Regions from separate parts of the Danio rerio genome. Here region 2 is linked to region 1. Evidence: chromatin contacts called from public Hi-C data. All regions are on one chromosome and are shown on one strand. The core of a region is the stretch at or near the end of the contact, and the rest is flanking DNA. Distances in the headings are between cores, read along the strand shown. Region 1 has its middle 58 kb from the start of klf5l. Region 2 holds the start of pou4f4 (POU class 4 homeobox 4).

Region 1 (7,867 bases), core at 3,211-5,710:
CTGGACCTGTAAATCATCCAGACATAGAGCAGCGACGAATGGAAAGACAGAGATTGATAAGATAAACTGATCTCAAGAACATCATGAGGGTACTAATGTGTTCTGCTGATGGGCACTTGCGTATTGACTAGCTAGTGTTCCAGCGTGTTAGTCAGCTAATTCAGAAAAATCTGCTGTCTCTTTCAATATATCCACTGCATCAGTCTGAAGTGAAGAATGAGAAAGTGTGTCTAACCCACAAAAGAGCTTAATTTATTTTCACATAGCAAGGCATTTGGCATCAAGTCTGGTCTACTTTGCAGCTTATTTTGTTTATAAAGGTATTGTTCTCTCCAAAATGTAAATTCTGTTAATTCCAAACCTTATGAGTTTCTTTATTTAACTTTAAAATCTATATATATATATATATATATATATTTTTTTTATATATATATATATATATATATATATATATATATATATATATATATATATATATATATATATATATATATTTAGAAAAATGTTGGACTTCATTAAAATCTTTTATTCTTCAATGGAACTCAATGTTTATTGTTGATCAGTGCTTAACATCTTTCAAATATCTTCTTTTGTGTTCAACAGAAAAAAGAAACTCAAACGGGTTTGTGACAAGTAAAAGATGAGGAAATGATGACAGAATTTTCAGTTTTAGGTGAATTACCTTTAAACACATACGAATGCTTCTGAAAACTCTGACATGTTTTATGTAAAATGTTGTGTAATTTACAATTTAAATCTAAAATGAATAACAATTAATTTTAAACATTTAAATGAAAAATATCAGATAATATCTTTTGATTGTAAGAAATATCATGGTAAAAATAGAGCGAGGCAGTGGCGCAGTCGGTTGTGCTGACGCCTCACAGCAAGAAGGTTGCTGGGTCGCTGGTTCGAACCTTGGCTCAGTTGGCGTTTCTGTGTGGAGTTTGCATGTTCTCCCTGCCTCCGGGTGCTCCGGTTTCCCCCACAGTCCAAAGACATGCGGTACAGGTGAATTGGGTAGGCTAAATTGTCCGTCCTGTGTGTGTGTGTGTGTGTGGATGTTTCCCAGAGATGGATTGCGGCTGGAAGGGCATCCGCTGAGTAAAAACTTGCTGGATAAGTTGGTGGTTATTCTGCTGTTGCGACCCTGGATTAATAAAGGGACTAAGCCGACAAGAAAATGAAATAAATCATGGTAAAACTGCACTATAAACCCATTTATCAGTATCTTTTGAAACAGACTTTTATAAATATAAAAATTAATAAACTGTTTCACAATACATCAAATTATTTCTAAAATCGTCAAGAAAAATTGTATACATTATTTTCTTGTAAAAATAATATATTATTTAAAAAACAAAAACGTACATTGTGTTTCACATGTACCAACACAAATTAATTAACATGAAACCATTTAGAAAAGTTTGGGCACAAATTGATTGATTAAGTCTTGACGGTTAAACCTGGGCTTAATCCTTTAATCAATTCAGATACAAATTTTATTCTACATTTTATATTGTTCAGAGAATTAAAGCTTTGTTTCAACAGTGTGCATGTGTGTATGCACTCTAGTATGCAGTTAAACTGAAAAGTAGGGCTTTATACTTTTAAAACAGAAATATTTATTATTAAAGTATGAGCACTTTTACTTAAATGCATGATTTTTGTCATTTGTCCGTTACTGGTTTTGGTACAGTAATGTTAGCATGCTATATGTTTCACAGTTTTTTTCAAGAGCTGCAGACCACAGTCCTGTCATGCAGTATAGACATGGTGATAGATTTTCAGGACTGTGGATTCAGTATTCAGCGGTGTTGTGTGTGAAATGAGGGGGGAGGCAGAAATGCTCCCCAAGGCTCAATGGATTAGACACATTCTCTCTGGAGGGGTCATTAGCCCACACTGATTATCTAAAGATCCAATGACCCGACGGACACCCGTCACACCTCTCCCTCTCTATATATTCAGCCCCGTGGGGTTCAGGTGAACAGAGCAGGGGGTCTGAGGAAACCCGTCATCTGATATCACTGTCTGTGGGGAAAAAACGACTGAGGAATTACAGGGTTAATTCAGACCAAAATTAAAATTCTGTCATCCTTTATTTATCTTGTGTTGTTTTAAACCTTTAATAAATTAGTGTATTTTGGAATGCGATGAAAATAAAATCCAAGAGATTCTGCTCCTAAATTAAAGTCTATTCATCCAAAACATTGATGCTTCATAAAGAGATCAAAACAGATCAATCTATATTGAGGTTTAATCCATATTTAACTCTTTTCACGAGCCATCACACATGATTTTTTGTATTTTCATCATATTATTGTTTTTAAATATAACAGTAATCGAGTTGATATTACATCCACTATCGGTGTATCCTAATTTTGTACAAATTAATGAGGGAAGAATAATGACATGCCTTAATGTCTTTGTGACATCACTTGAAGCAAGTCACATTCTATTTTTTATCAGTGCTTTACAGATTGTTCTGCATATTTATACCCAGTGCTTTACAGACTGTTCTGCATATTTATACCCATTGAATCAAAGTTGACCAGAACTTAGGGATCGTTTTTCTTTAATGCTAAAATTACACTATTAAAAAAATCTTGCTGGACTATTTTTTCTTAGTTGAATCAAATAAAATTTCTGGTTATCTCAACCTACACATATCAATGTAACTGTTAAGTTAAACTTTGTGTAACTTAATATTGTTAAAACCTGTTGTTGTAAAATATGTTACAGTAACACAAAAATTTAAAAGGCATGAGACTAATTGCAAAAATAGACAGAGTGGGTTAATATTTTGATAATTTTAGAGGTAAGTAAATGTAATTTGTGTTGTTATTTAAAACCTTTAATTTTCTTAAATTATTCTTTAAAGATTTAGTTTTAACATTTTCCCAGAGGATCAACCGGAACACTTCACAAAACATGACACCCTTTTTATAATCATATAGAAAATAGTGCACGTCTACACCCATGAATCTCCCCAACATCCCCTCCCCCATAAGTTTTATTTATTCATTTTATTTCCTTATTTGATTTATTTTAATTTAAGTATTTAATTTATGTATTTTTATTGTTCATTTTTTTATGTTATTTTTTTCTGTATTAAGTTACTTTGTGGTTAAACAACAAGAAAAACAAAATGAAAATATCTTTGTTATTGAATACCTACAAGGTAGTTTATCTAGTTTTGTCAAAAACAGGGGTTTTGTCAAAAACATAGGTTTATTTAGAAAACACAAATGTACTTCTTAAATCTAGAATTGATTACTTCATATAATTATAACTATTTGCTTAATACTTTGAATCTATTAAGTTCACTCCTTTGTAGTTTCCTATATACTGAATATTTAAAAAAAAAAAAAAATCACATCAGCCTGCATTTTCTAGAAATATTTTTTTATTTGATAGCTTTATCAGCCATTTCCACAATTTGTTTTAACGTTTAATTGATTAACATTAGTTAATTTATTATGAGCAAACAATAAATAGCTGCTCATTATTTATTAATCTAATTCATTTGAATTAATAAACCGTTCAATGCTATTTCATCTTGGGTCATAAATTATGTTTATTTAAAAAAAATTCCAACTGCATATACAGGAAATACATTAACCACATTAAATGCTGTAATAAAGCTTGCTCATTATTACTTCATGATATCTAATAATGCAATAACAAATGCAGCACAGGCCTGGCTTCAGTTTTCCCGGATATTATATCTGATTTCATCATACACTACCATTCGAAATACTGGGGCTGGTAAGATTTTATAAACATTGTTAAAGCTGGATAAATTTATATTTGTAATAACTATTTGAATGTATTTCAAAATGTAATTGACTGAACTGTAATGGTGGTTTTAGCAGTGCACACAATCCTTTAGAAATGATAGAAATATGCAGATCTTATGCATTTGTTTAAAATAAAAAGCCATTTACTGCCATTTGCATAAAATAGCAAAAAAAAAAAAAAAAAAAAAAAAAAAAAACAGCCATGAATTTGATTATATTAATTTTAGCTAAAATTAATATAATCAAATTCATGGCTGTTTTTTTTATTTTTTTTTTATTTTGGTCTAGACCAAAAGAATGCCAATGTTTTAATTGCGGAAAGGTTAAGAGATTATTATATGTTGCAATGATATATATATAGTATTGCTTTTATCTAACAAGCTGAAAACTGTTATTGCATTACCAGCAGAAATCCACCAGGTGGCAGTAGTTCACCAGAATCCACTGATTTGGACGAAAGCACAAAGTTGCCTCTTGTTTGTCAAAGACGTTTGGCAAACAGCCATTTTTATATTAGTGACATTAAATGTGAGCTAATTAGCACCTGATGTTCTCTTCATTAAGATCACTCACGCAGTCCCACTGAGATACTCTGATCACATTACAGATTGTCAACATTATGCCGAGCTGCTTAATGAAGACCCTCTTCACCACACACAGACACGCGCACACACAAACACACACAAACATGTAAACAAACACAGATTACGTCACGCTGCTGCTTTGCCCTGCTCCTTGAAATCGTGATTTAAATGAGAGGTAAGCCAAGAAAATTTGTATAAATTTGGATGAGTTTGAACTGTGTTTGCTTTATCTTTTCCCAAACGTGACTACTGCGTTTTAAGTTATGGGATGCACTTCCGGTTGGATTGACTTCAATAGGCCTTTTTCACACTTCCTGGTTCCGGTAAGCGAAGCAGTGTACCACAACATCCGGTTTCAATGCGACGGAGCAAGAAAGAATGGCAGGGTCATCTCATCGTTGTGATTGCTGCGTTCCCAGCTGCTCCAACTCAAAAACGACACTCTTACTTTAATGACCACGATCTCCCGAAAGACGAAGGACAGGGAAAATCATGGATGACAATATTAAAGGGGGTTGAATGCCGTTTCAAGTTATATGCGGGAGTACATTCTTATGCTGTATGCACTTCAAAGCGGAGATTATCATGTTTCATTAAAGACTGGTGGTCTATGGTTTATTTTGATGAGTAATTATAATATAGACAAAACTCCAGTTAAACTATCTGCCTTCCACAAACAAGTGCTCATCATGGTCATTAATCTATAAGCATGATTTATCCCTACATTGTTGTTATTTTGGAATAATAGACAGTTCATACAAATGCAAATCTCTTTTTTTTAATTGGTTTGACAGTAAAATTATTTGTTTAGTCAGTTATATAATAAAGATGGTAAACTTTTCTTACAATGAAGTCCTTTATTACAAAATCAAAATATTACAAAACCCAGCAAGTTTTCAACTGTTATTGGTTCAATTCCTGCAGAGATGTTATTCATTTATGTTATTTAGAGGTATTAATAAGACCATCCTTCTGATGCTTCATCTTTTGATATTACTAAATCTTATGTCGGCAAATTTTGTTTTACTAAATACCAAGAGTAATGATAGAGCTATTCATACTCTTTTCCAAAAAGAAATCATTACTGTACCTTATATTCAATTTTATTATATGTCTTTATTAAAGGGTGAATTGAAGAAAAGTGTGGCTGTTACCACAGAAATATCATGTTAGAAATAGAATTAAAGAAATATCCTATAAACTCATCCACAGGTTTTATCCAGCAAAACATTGTTTGCAAAAATTTAAAAGTGGGATTGATGTAAATTGTATTTTTGTAACGAATATGAGGAGACAGTTTTACACTTATTTTGGCATTGTACATAGTCAGCTTATGGGGTGAGTTGCAAAATGTATTAATAATGAAAAAGGTCTATTAAAAACTACTGAAACAAATCATTTGAGATAAATAATAACGTTGTGCTATACATAATAAACTATATCCACAGAGAAAAACTGAGTTAGAGGTCCATGCGCTGTTCTGCTTTATTTCATGCTTCAAAAAAAATAACAAAAGGCCTATGCTTGAGATTTTAATGTGACTTTTTCACAGTCATCTGTGGCGGTTTATACCACTGTGTTTGTTTTCTTTCACATTATTTTGTTTTATTAATCTTTACAATAGCGAAAAATTCTATATACATCTATAATATGAAAAGAAATTTATATGTTAATTCTAATTGTTTTCTTTTAGTATTTGGTATACGAATGAGGTATGCACACAGACTTTTAATTTTCAGCCAGCCAGCCCGATGGCTTCCGGTGAACTGTCTCTCCGTTACAAAATTGCCACGTTTAAGATATGTTTTCTTTAAAAAGAAGTTTTCTTCACTGCCTTTCAGATATTCGATATTAATTTGTCTTAGACTGGACGAGACACACTGCATTTAATTGCATTTTTCCTTGCTATCTATTAAAAATAAGACAGTTTATTTTACCACAGTATTTTGAATGGAGTTTCTGCGCAAGCCTGCTGCTACTGACGAAGTTAACGGTTTCACGGTCTATCAACTTGTTTTATGCTTAACTTAATGAATGCTTAAGTTTATTTACTGATTGTATTACATTTCAATGTTGATGTTGTAAAAGGAACCTTGTGAACTTTAAAATAGTCACAGAAACCTTTCATCGAAAGTTTATCGTTGGCTGAAAAATACTAGTTGTGCATATTGCTCACTTTGAGAAAAATAATGCCGTCCCATTGCACTCAGTAAACCCCCACCCCCCCGCTCCCGCCCCCTAAAACAAACAAACAAACAAACAAACAAAATAAAAAAACAACACTTCATTAATTGTTTACATTTTAATGGAGGTAATCTCCATAGTTCACGCCAAGCATTGTGCAAAATGTTTTTTTTATGTTACTTCAACTTATTTTATTAAGTCAATATTTACTTCACTAGGTGACGCAGTGGCGCAGCGGGTAGCACGTTCGCCTCACAGCATGAAGGTCGATGCGTCACTGGTTCGATCTTTGGCTCAGTTGGCGCTTCTGTGTGAAGTTTGCATGTTCTCCCTGCGTTTGCGTGGGTTTCCTCCGGGTGCTACGGTTTCCCCCACAGTCCAAAGACATGCGGTACAGGTGAATTGGGTAGGCTAAATTGTCCATAGTATATGAATGTGTGTGTGTGAATGTGTGTGTGGATGTTTCCCAGGGATGGGTTGCGGCTGGAAGGGCATCCGCTGTGTAAAAACTTGCTGGATAAGTTGGTGGTTCATTTCGCTGTGGCGACCCCGGATTAATAAAGGGACGAAGCCGACAAGAAAATGAATGAATGAATGAATATTTACTTCATATTTTTAATCAGTTTAACTAATGTAAGATGAGATAATTACATAATTTCATTTGGTTCAACTAAACATTTTAAATGGGTACGTTTTATTTTTTAGAGCGTGTGAGGTTGGAGGAAGGTGGCTAAATAACACACCTTCTGATAATTGTCAGCGTTCTCCCATGTGTCAAACTTTATGTTTTAAATACACAGAGGTAAGTGTGAGCATGCGCTGTGATTGACTCTGTGCTGGAGCTGCGGGACACAGAGAGTCAGTGAGGGTTCAGAAGGGCTGGCAGTCCAGAATCTTTCCTGCTCTAATCGCTCCGGCACCATTAGCACAAATCCATTAGAGCACTCGTTCATTCTCCATCTTCCTCCACCCATCTCTTTAGAGCACCTCTGAGACACACTTACACACACACACACTCTGCACATCACAGCACACTGACAGGTGCATGTGTGGGTTTGTTTTTGTTGCACGTGTGACCGTATTTACTAAACTAGTGACAAATTTATATTTAAAACACACAAACATATATATTTTTAATAAATTTACAATCACCCAATACACTGTAAAAATGTTGAGCTGTTTTAATTCAAATGTAGGTAAAATATGAATTAACTCAACCACAGGGTTAAAGTTTTGAAAGTTGAGTTAAAAATTATTTATAAAATTAACATGCAGTTGGTCTTATCCATATTTTAC
Region 2 (7,867 bases), core at 2,866-5,365, 100 kb after region 1:
AGGAGAAAAAGGAAAGCGAGGTACATGCACTCGTGTGCACACTGAGGAGTTTGTCCATTTGCTTAACGTACCAGAAATATTTACTTGTGGTGATGTCTTGCTTTCACTGTCTCTTCTGAGCTCCGACACCACACCAAACATGCCTTGAATATGCAGAAACAGAAAGTTGTTTGCTCAAATGTTTGAAGTAAAAACTTTTGTTAATAAAAAAAAAGTATTTTATACCTTAATTTCCATCACAAAACATGATATTTTTGAGGAAAAAAAAAACATGTCAGTGTTGTTTTTGACTTGCTTTCTGAATCATTCTTATCCTCTCCAAATGGGTATAATGTATGTATAAATTTGTATGTTTTCTAGTACTGGGTTGCTGCTAAAAGGGCATCTGCGTAAAACATATGCCAGAATAGTTGGTGGTTCATTCCACTGTGGTGACCCCTGATAAATAAGGGACTAAGGAAATTGAATGAATGAATAAATTTCAATGCATTTAAAATGCATTTCTTTTTAAAGGTGACTTTTCCTGTCTTTCTGTGTTGTCTATTAAAGGTTGTCTGTTTTTTTATATGAAAGACATATAATGTTAATATGTTAAATTTACATATTCATTTTAAAAGCTTCTCTTACTAGTTAAGTAATGTGAAACAAATGCTTATCATATTTAGCATAGCTAGAAATAAATTGTCGGTTGCAGTTCACACACTGGCCACCGGTGACGCTAATACCAAACGTTTCAAAATTTTACATACCCATTACTACACAATACTCAACATTATATCCCTTGATCTGTTGTTATTCATACTGTTAAGCACAAATGTCCTCAAAATAGTGGTCACACTTTACAATAAGGTTCATTAGTTAATGTTTTTTAATGCATTTACTAACATGAACAAACAATGAACAATACATTTACTACTGTATTTGTTCATGTTAGTTAACGTTAGTTAATGAAAATACAGAAGTTCATTGTTAGTTGATATTAACTCATGGTGCATTAACTAATGTTAACAAGTATGGAATTGGATGTTAATAATGCATTAGTAAATTTTCAATTATGATTAATAAATGCTGTACATGTGTTGTTCATGATTAGTTCATGTTAGTAAATGCATTAACTAATGAACTTTATTGTGAAGTGTTACCAAAATAGTCTAACAGAGGTGTGTTTTGGTTTACCAAAAACAGGGTTAGTCTCTGGTGACAAGTTACATGGTTGCAATCAGTGTTGATTAAGTTATTTCATGAAGTAATTAATCATTGATAACAAATTACATTCTTTTTTAGTTACTTCTTTAATTACTTTGTTTGAAAAGCAAATTAATTACTCAAGAAATTTAATTTCTTGGCTTAATACTAAAATCTAGATATCTAAACACATGTTAAACTCCTTTGACTCAAACAAAGACTTTGTTTTATTTTAAGTTTTTAATAACATTTAAAAACTTCAAAACATTTCAAATGAATGATGCCACATCTCATATACCATATATTAACACATTTTTATATGATAAATGTATAAATGTACAATGACAAATGTAACATTCATTGGTTGAACAAAACAAGGTAATCATGCAAAAATATATGAATAACTAAACAATATATACAACATACATGTACACATTTACTCTAAATGTACACATGTTCATTTTCACTGTACTGGGTTGCAGCTGGAAGGGCATCCGCTGTGTAAAACATATTAGGATGGATAAGTTGGCAGTTCATACCACTCTGACGACCCCAGATGAATAAAGGAACTAAGGCGAAGGAAAATAAATATATATTTAAACTTCTTCTCTGAATTACACCTATAGACTCCTCAATTCACCTATAGCACATGTCTTTGGGCTGTAGGGGAAATCGGAGCAACCAGAGAAAACATGTACTCCACATAGAAATGCCAACTGACCCAGTCAGGACTCGAACCAGTGCCCGCAATGTAATTTAGTTTTTAGCTATATTTGGAACTACTAGCTAGGTTCTTGTTAGTAAAACATGAGTATTCCAAAATAAAAAGCTAACATCTATAATTCAAACAATCCTTTTCCTCCTATAGAAGATTTTTTTCCTCTTTTGCTTTTGATTTGTCAACATTTATTGGACCAAAGTTGTTCAAACAACATATTTGGAGAGTTGAAAACAGTTGGGATTAGCTAGTTCATTTCAATCGTGCGTCATAAATTGCCAAAGAGGTCGCTTTGGTGCAGAAATGCACCCAAGATGTGTGCTTTTCTTATTTGTATGTGAATTTTATATCATGGAAAATAACAAACAGTTTCAACACCTCAAACTTCAAATCAGCTGGAGTACAAATCCTAACAGCCAATACCACCAATTCCCCATTTCAGCATTAATATTCATTGAGGAAAATGTTCCATTAGCAATAATCAAGCACTTCCCCAGGCTTGTTTGCAGAAAACTCATCAGGAAAATGACTACGACTCGGTGACGGCAGTCTGACACAGAAAGAAGGAATGACAGGAAAAAAGAGAACAACTCAATAGATTCAACAAGTATGGCTTGTATCATCTCAGCTACATGTCTGTCTCTCCATTGACATGTATAAGCTCACTCTTTGAGTCGTCTTCTCTTTTCCAGACTGCCTCTCTCTCTCTGTTCTGTCACTTTTGCTGTGCCTCTCTGTCCGTCCCTCAGCATTTGGAGTCCCCAGTGACAGTGGTTGCTGGGGGAGAGATGGCAGCATTGATGCATATTTGATGAGCGGGTGCCAAGGCCTTGCCGGAGAGCAAGGCACGAGGGGACGATGTTGCTATCTGCGTCTGCATCTCAGGTTTCCGAGTCACACTCGCAGAGACTTCTTCTCCCATTGTGGGGCTTTATTGTCCATGTCTGGGGTTTCAGCACCAATTAGAGTGATAGATATGTGGGCTCTATACAAGCCAATCTAGAGCAGCTTGCATGCCCTATACCAACAAAGCTGAGCAACACACAGCCCACTTTGAAGAGGTGCTGATCAAATAGTCAAGTTCCAATAATGAAGGTCCCAAGTTAGTAGCTTGGCTGCAGGAAGGGTAACTTGATCTATTCACTGAACCAAGACTTTATATCTACTCGAAGCATTCAGCTATTCTTTTAACCACAGTTTTTTTTTTCATTCATGGAAATGGATGGTGGTACCAGCATTTCATTTGTCAGACTGAACCGTATTTGATTGACTGCTCTCATTTGTTTGACCTGTGTTTTTTTTATCAATATTTAATTGTACATGGGCTCTTATCATCCCAGTCTGTTTATGCTCTATTTGAGGATCCATATTGTGGTGCATACCACAAAGTAAATGAACAATAATTAATTCATGCACCAAATTGTTAAGGCTGGCCGCATGAAGAAAAACTATAGTACACAACGCAACACAGTGATCTTAATTAAGAGAAATATACCATTTCTATTACTCAGTGATTCACTTTCTTATTTTCTCTTTATATGATGTATTCCAAAATACAGTGCTCAGTATATATTAGTACACCCCTCAAAATCTCTCATTTAAATTAATATTTTCTATAGGATGCTTTATATGTGTGCATATACATTAGATTAGTCAGTACTGTAGTAAAATAATTTTTTTTTTAAATTGGTTTTTTTGTTTGAAGTGACTTCACACTGTCCATTTAAGAGTTACACTTAATCGGTTTGTGTTGCCTGGCATAAATTACAAACGATGATAAAATGTCCCAAATTATAAAATGATCAAAACATTAAAATAATGTACAATAACAATTATGAAACGTAACAAATTTAAACGTTTTTATTGAAAAACTTTAAAATGTTATTCAAGAGGATCATAACAAACGATGACATATTTAAGAGCAGTGTTCAATACAACCAATCTAGCGCGACGTGTCAAAATCACAGCACCAATGAAAAAACACCAAGAAAGTCTCAGAGCCAAAGCCACGCCTTCTCTGCTCCAGTACACATGATGGATAATGGGACCAGAACCCCCAGAGGCGTGTTCACGTCCCAAACTTACCAATAACATTTGAGGGTACTGTAATAGTAGTTGGGCGGGACATGTACCTATATGGGCGGGGTTAATGGAGACAGCGTTATATTTTAGGTGCCTGCGTAAATTCCTACTGTATCATAGACATTGACAGCTCGCGCCTGGCTACAGCTCAGAGCCAGTGAAGAAGACTTCTCTGGCATACCTTTTCACTTTTTATCATCCAGATCGTCCCTGGGTTCCGAGGTAGATACTGTTCTGGAACAAAACGGAGATAAACGAGGAAGACGAGAAGCCACCCTTTCTCACCTCTGCCATAATGATGTCCATGAATAGCAAACAGCCGTTTAGTATGCATCCGATTTTGCACGAGCCTAAATACACACCTCTCCATTCCAGCTCGGAGGCTATTAGGCGAGCATGTTTGCCCACGCCCTCGGTAAGTTCAATATTTTATGTATTTCTTGTTTGCAATTCATTATCACCGCTGTCATTTGCATTGTGTAGCCGTGTTGGTGAAAACTTTTTTTTTCTATGGGGCAAAACATGTAAATGCGTTGGTATTTGTCATTTATTTTTAAATTGTAACCCAAATTATTATTTGTTTTACTACTTTAAAATATATATAGAAATGGATATATAGAAATAAAAGAATTTAGCTAAAAGTGACTCAATGTCGTGTTATAAAACTTTTACAATTATTTCTAACTTTTAAGTTTTAAATCTAAATGCAATGATTTAAAAACTCAAAAGTATCTGGACTATGCTTACATTTGCTCTCTCTGTCACATAGCTGCAGGGTAACATCTTTGCCGGCTTTGATGAGACCCTGCTTCAGAGAGCCGAGGCGCTGGCGGCGGTGGACATCGTCGCGCAAAAAAGTCATCCGTTCAAACCAGATGCCACCTACCACACCATGACCACCATGACAAGCATGACCTGCACGCCCACGTCCTCCTCCGGACACCTACATCATCCGTCAGTGTTGACCTCTCACCACCATCATCCCCACCACCAGCCAACCCAGGGCCTGGAGGGCGACCTGCTTGACCACCTCCCCGGCATCTCTATCGGAGGCATGCCGGGCTCCGACGTTTGCTCCACGGCTTCCCACCCGCATTCGCACATGTCCGCTATCAACCACATGCAGCATCACCACCCGCAAAGCATGAACATGCACCCCCACGGCCTGGGCTCGCACGCCTCTCTGGGCGGCGTTGGAGACTCCGAGCCCGACCCCCGGGAGCTGGAGTCTTTCGCCGAGCGCTTCAAGCAGAGGCGGATCAAACTCGGGGTCACGCAGGCCGACGTGGGCTCGGCGTTAGCCAACCTTAAAATCCCCGGGGTCGGCTGCCTGAGCCAGAGTACTATCTGTCGGTTTGAGTCTCTCACTTTGTCCCACAATAACATGGTGGCCCTCAAGCCCATTCTGGAAGCATGGTTAGAGGAGGCAGAACGGGCTCAGAGGGAGAAAATGGCCAAGCCGGAGATTTTTAACGGCGGGGACAAAAAGAGAAAACGCACTTCGATCGCCGCTCCAGAAAAGCGGTCGCTGGAGGCTTACTTTGCCGTCCAGCCCAGACCCTCGTCGGAGAAAATCGCTGCCATCGCCGAGAAACTGGACCTGAAAAAAAACGTGGTCCGCGTGTGGTTTTGTAATCAAAGGCAAAAGCAGAAACGCATGAAGTTTTCGGCCACGCACTAGGCCCGAATAATGTATTAAAAACAAACTCAAATAATCAGACACACGAGTGAACAGAGACGACAAAACTCTTCGAGGCTGAGGCGAAACGCTTCCCACGCAGGAACAGGAGCTGGGCGTCAACATCCCAGAGACAGAAGTGCTCCAAAAGTTTGTCGTAACAAAACATGTCGAGAACAACTCGCTCTGGAAGACGGAGGACGAGAGGAAAATTAACACCAACTAAACGTTGCAATTATTGTACAAAACGAGAATTGAATAATAATGATTATTCTCCTAACTTTAAAACAACTCTTTTATATTCATCTGTGTACATACCTGTGAATACACTGCACCTCTTTGTGTGAAGAACGCATCAAAATTCTGTTTTTTAAAGGACGAAAAGAAAGCAAGCTAAAACGCTGTTGTGCAAAAGATGTTCCATTCTAGAAAACTTAGTGTTGTTCTATATGCTCCAGAAGAAAATCATGAAGGTTCTGTTGTGACCCATTGCATGGTTTACAAGGCGTTAAGTGTTCATTTATTGTTTGGAGTTTTCATTCGTTTTGATGTATTGCAATAAGAGAGAACACGCACAGGCGAACGCACGTACACACGGACATACTTAATATACTTTTCTGTGTCTACCTCATGATTCCTGACGTCTTGACACATTCATGGTCATATTGGAAATAGGGCGTAAATCTAGTTTTCAGTTGACACATTTTGGGTAAAATTAGATAGGAAGCACGAAGCGTTGTGTGTTGCAACTAATTTCACTTCAACAAAGCTTTGACAATCAAATTAAGAATTATTTTGTGACTAGCCCCTTCTACTGTATGTCTCCGCTTAAATTATTATTATTATTATTATTATTATTATTATTATTATTATTATTACACTAAGTTTGTAGATGGGAACATTTCATTTCATGTTCAGAGATTCATTGCACTTTGTAGATATGATTGCGACTCCTTATTTGTTTTGCCTATTTATATTCTTCCTTGATTCGTTGATTTTGTTTACTTATTTATTTGAGCTTAATTTATTTTCAATATCACACATGTTTCATTTGTGAAAGTGTGCTTAACTGTGTCTGTGTACGCGACAGAAATTTCAATAAACCATGCACGTCTTACCTCATCTACTGCAGTGTGTTATGTGCCTAAGCTTACTTTATTTTCTGAGTCTGCTTTATTTGTTTTGCTAAATGCAACGATTATTGGGTCATTCTTTAAATAAGAGAAAATGCATTTAGGTGACAAGTTTATTTTAAAACACTTTATTAATTTCAGTTTTTTTTTAAATACATGAACATTATTAAGCATTACTAACATTCCTGCTGCGGCTGTCATTATGCTTGAGAAATACACAACGCATAATCATTATTTGTTTCTTATTATCAAATATACACAGCCAGCTAATCAATCGATTGTTGTAATAAAAAGAATAAGCACATTTCACTCATAATAACCTTATAAAATAAACCAAGCTTTAAATTAGGTTTAACAAGCGCGATTAAATACACATTTTTTGTAAATAAACTCCAAATGTTATTAGTGTTTCTTTTCGCAAAATATTGCGCCATATAGTGTCGGACAATATTAAGAAACAAGTTCGCTTATTTCTGGAGTTGTCAAGCTCTCTTTTGCGTTCAGCAGGTGGTTTTGAGCCCGTAAAACTCGTTATTTATGAATAATAAATATGAAGTGTTATGATACTATTGATTTTGCAAGTGTTTGTTAAGAGGAAGATATGCTATTGCTGAACGGATAGTACATGTGGTACAAACGGATAGTTCATTTGGTCTCGGCCTTCCCATCATTGGAAGACACACAACAATGATTCTAAAATAAAAGTAAGTAATTCAGACAAAAAGAGGTAATAAATAGGCTAAATAAATGAAAATCTGCTAAAATCAGTTTTAAAGTGTGCCTTATTAAAGCCCAATAAATTTTTGTTTGTCATTTGTAACTGCAACTATTTTTTTATTACAATAATAAAACATAAAAAGTAAAAGTACAGCTTTCGCTGAAAAATAATTATATAAATCAAATAAATAGCTTCTCTATAACACATCTAGGTAAGAAAAAATTTAGATTATTCCCAAAACTCATCCCATAAGACAGTGGTTTATTAAATTGGTTGGTTCACAGAAAACAGGGCGGTTGTGTATAGGCGCATGTGGTAAAGCCCAATCCCACAACAGCGTAGGCTACGTCAAT

What was found. Hi-C and Micro-C count contacts between places; a contact is called where the count stands out from the background.
Region 2: a Hi-C map of embryo shows a contact between it and region 1, with 1.6 times the contacts expected there. The contact joins the promoter of pou4f4 here to the enhancer-like site in region 1. A contact is called at or near these places in 3 of 18 Hi-C or Micro-C datasets (all in embryo).

What each region holds. Positions count from the first base shown.
Region 1 is chr21:41,511,216-41,519,082 of GRCz12tu, forward strand. No RefSeq gene overlaps it. Among named protein-coding and RNA genes, the nearest start is that of klf5l, 58 kb to the left of the region's middle. Within about 2 kb of position 4,461, at least 5 of the 62 cell types and tissues checked have an H3K27ac peak or open chromatin away from gene starts, as enhancers often do.
Region 2 is chr21:41,613,014-41,620,880 of GRCz12tu, forward strand. pou4f4 (POU class 4 homeobox 4) reads left to right here and starts at 4,116. Exons shown (of 2, transcript NM_001080058.1): 1 at 4,116-4,400; 2 at 4,755-6,785. The coding sequence starts at 4,281. The coding sequence ends at 5,666.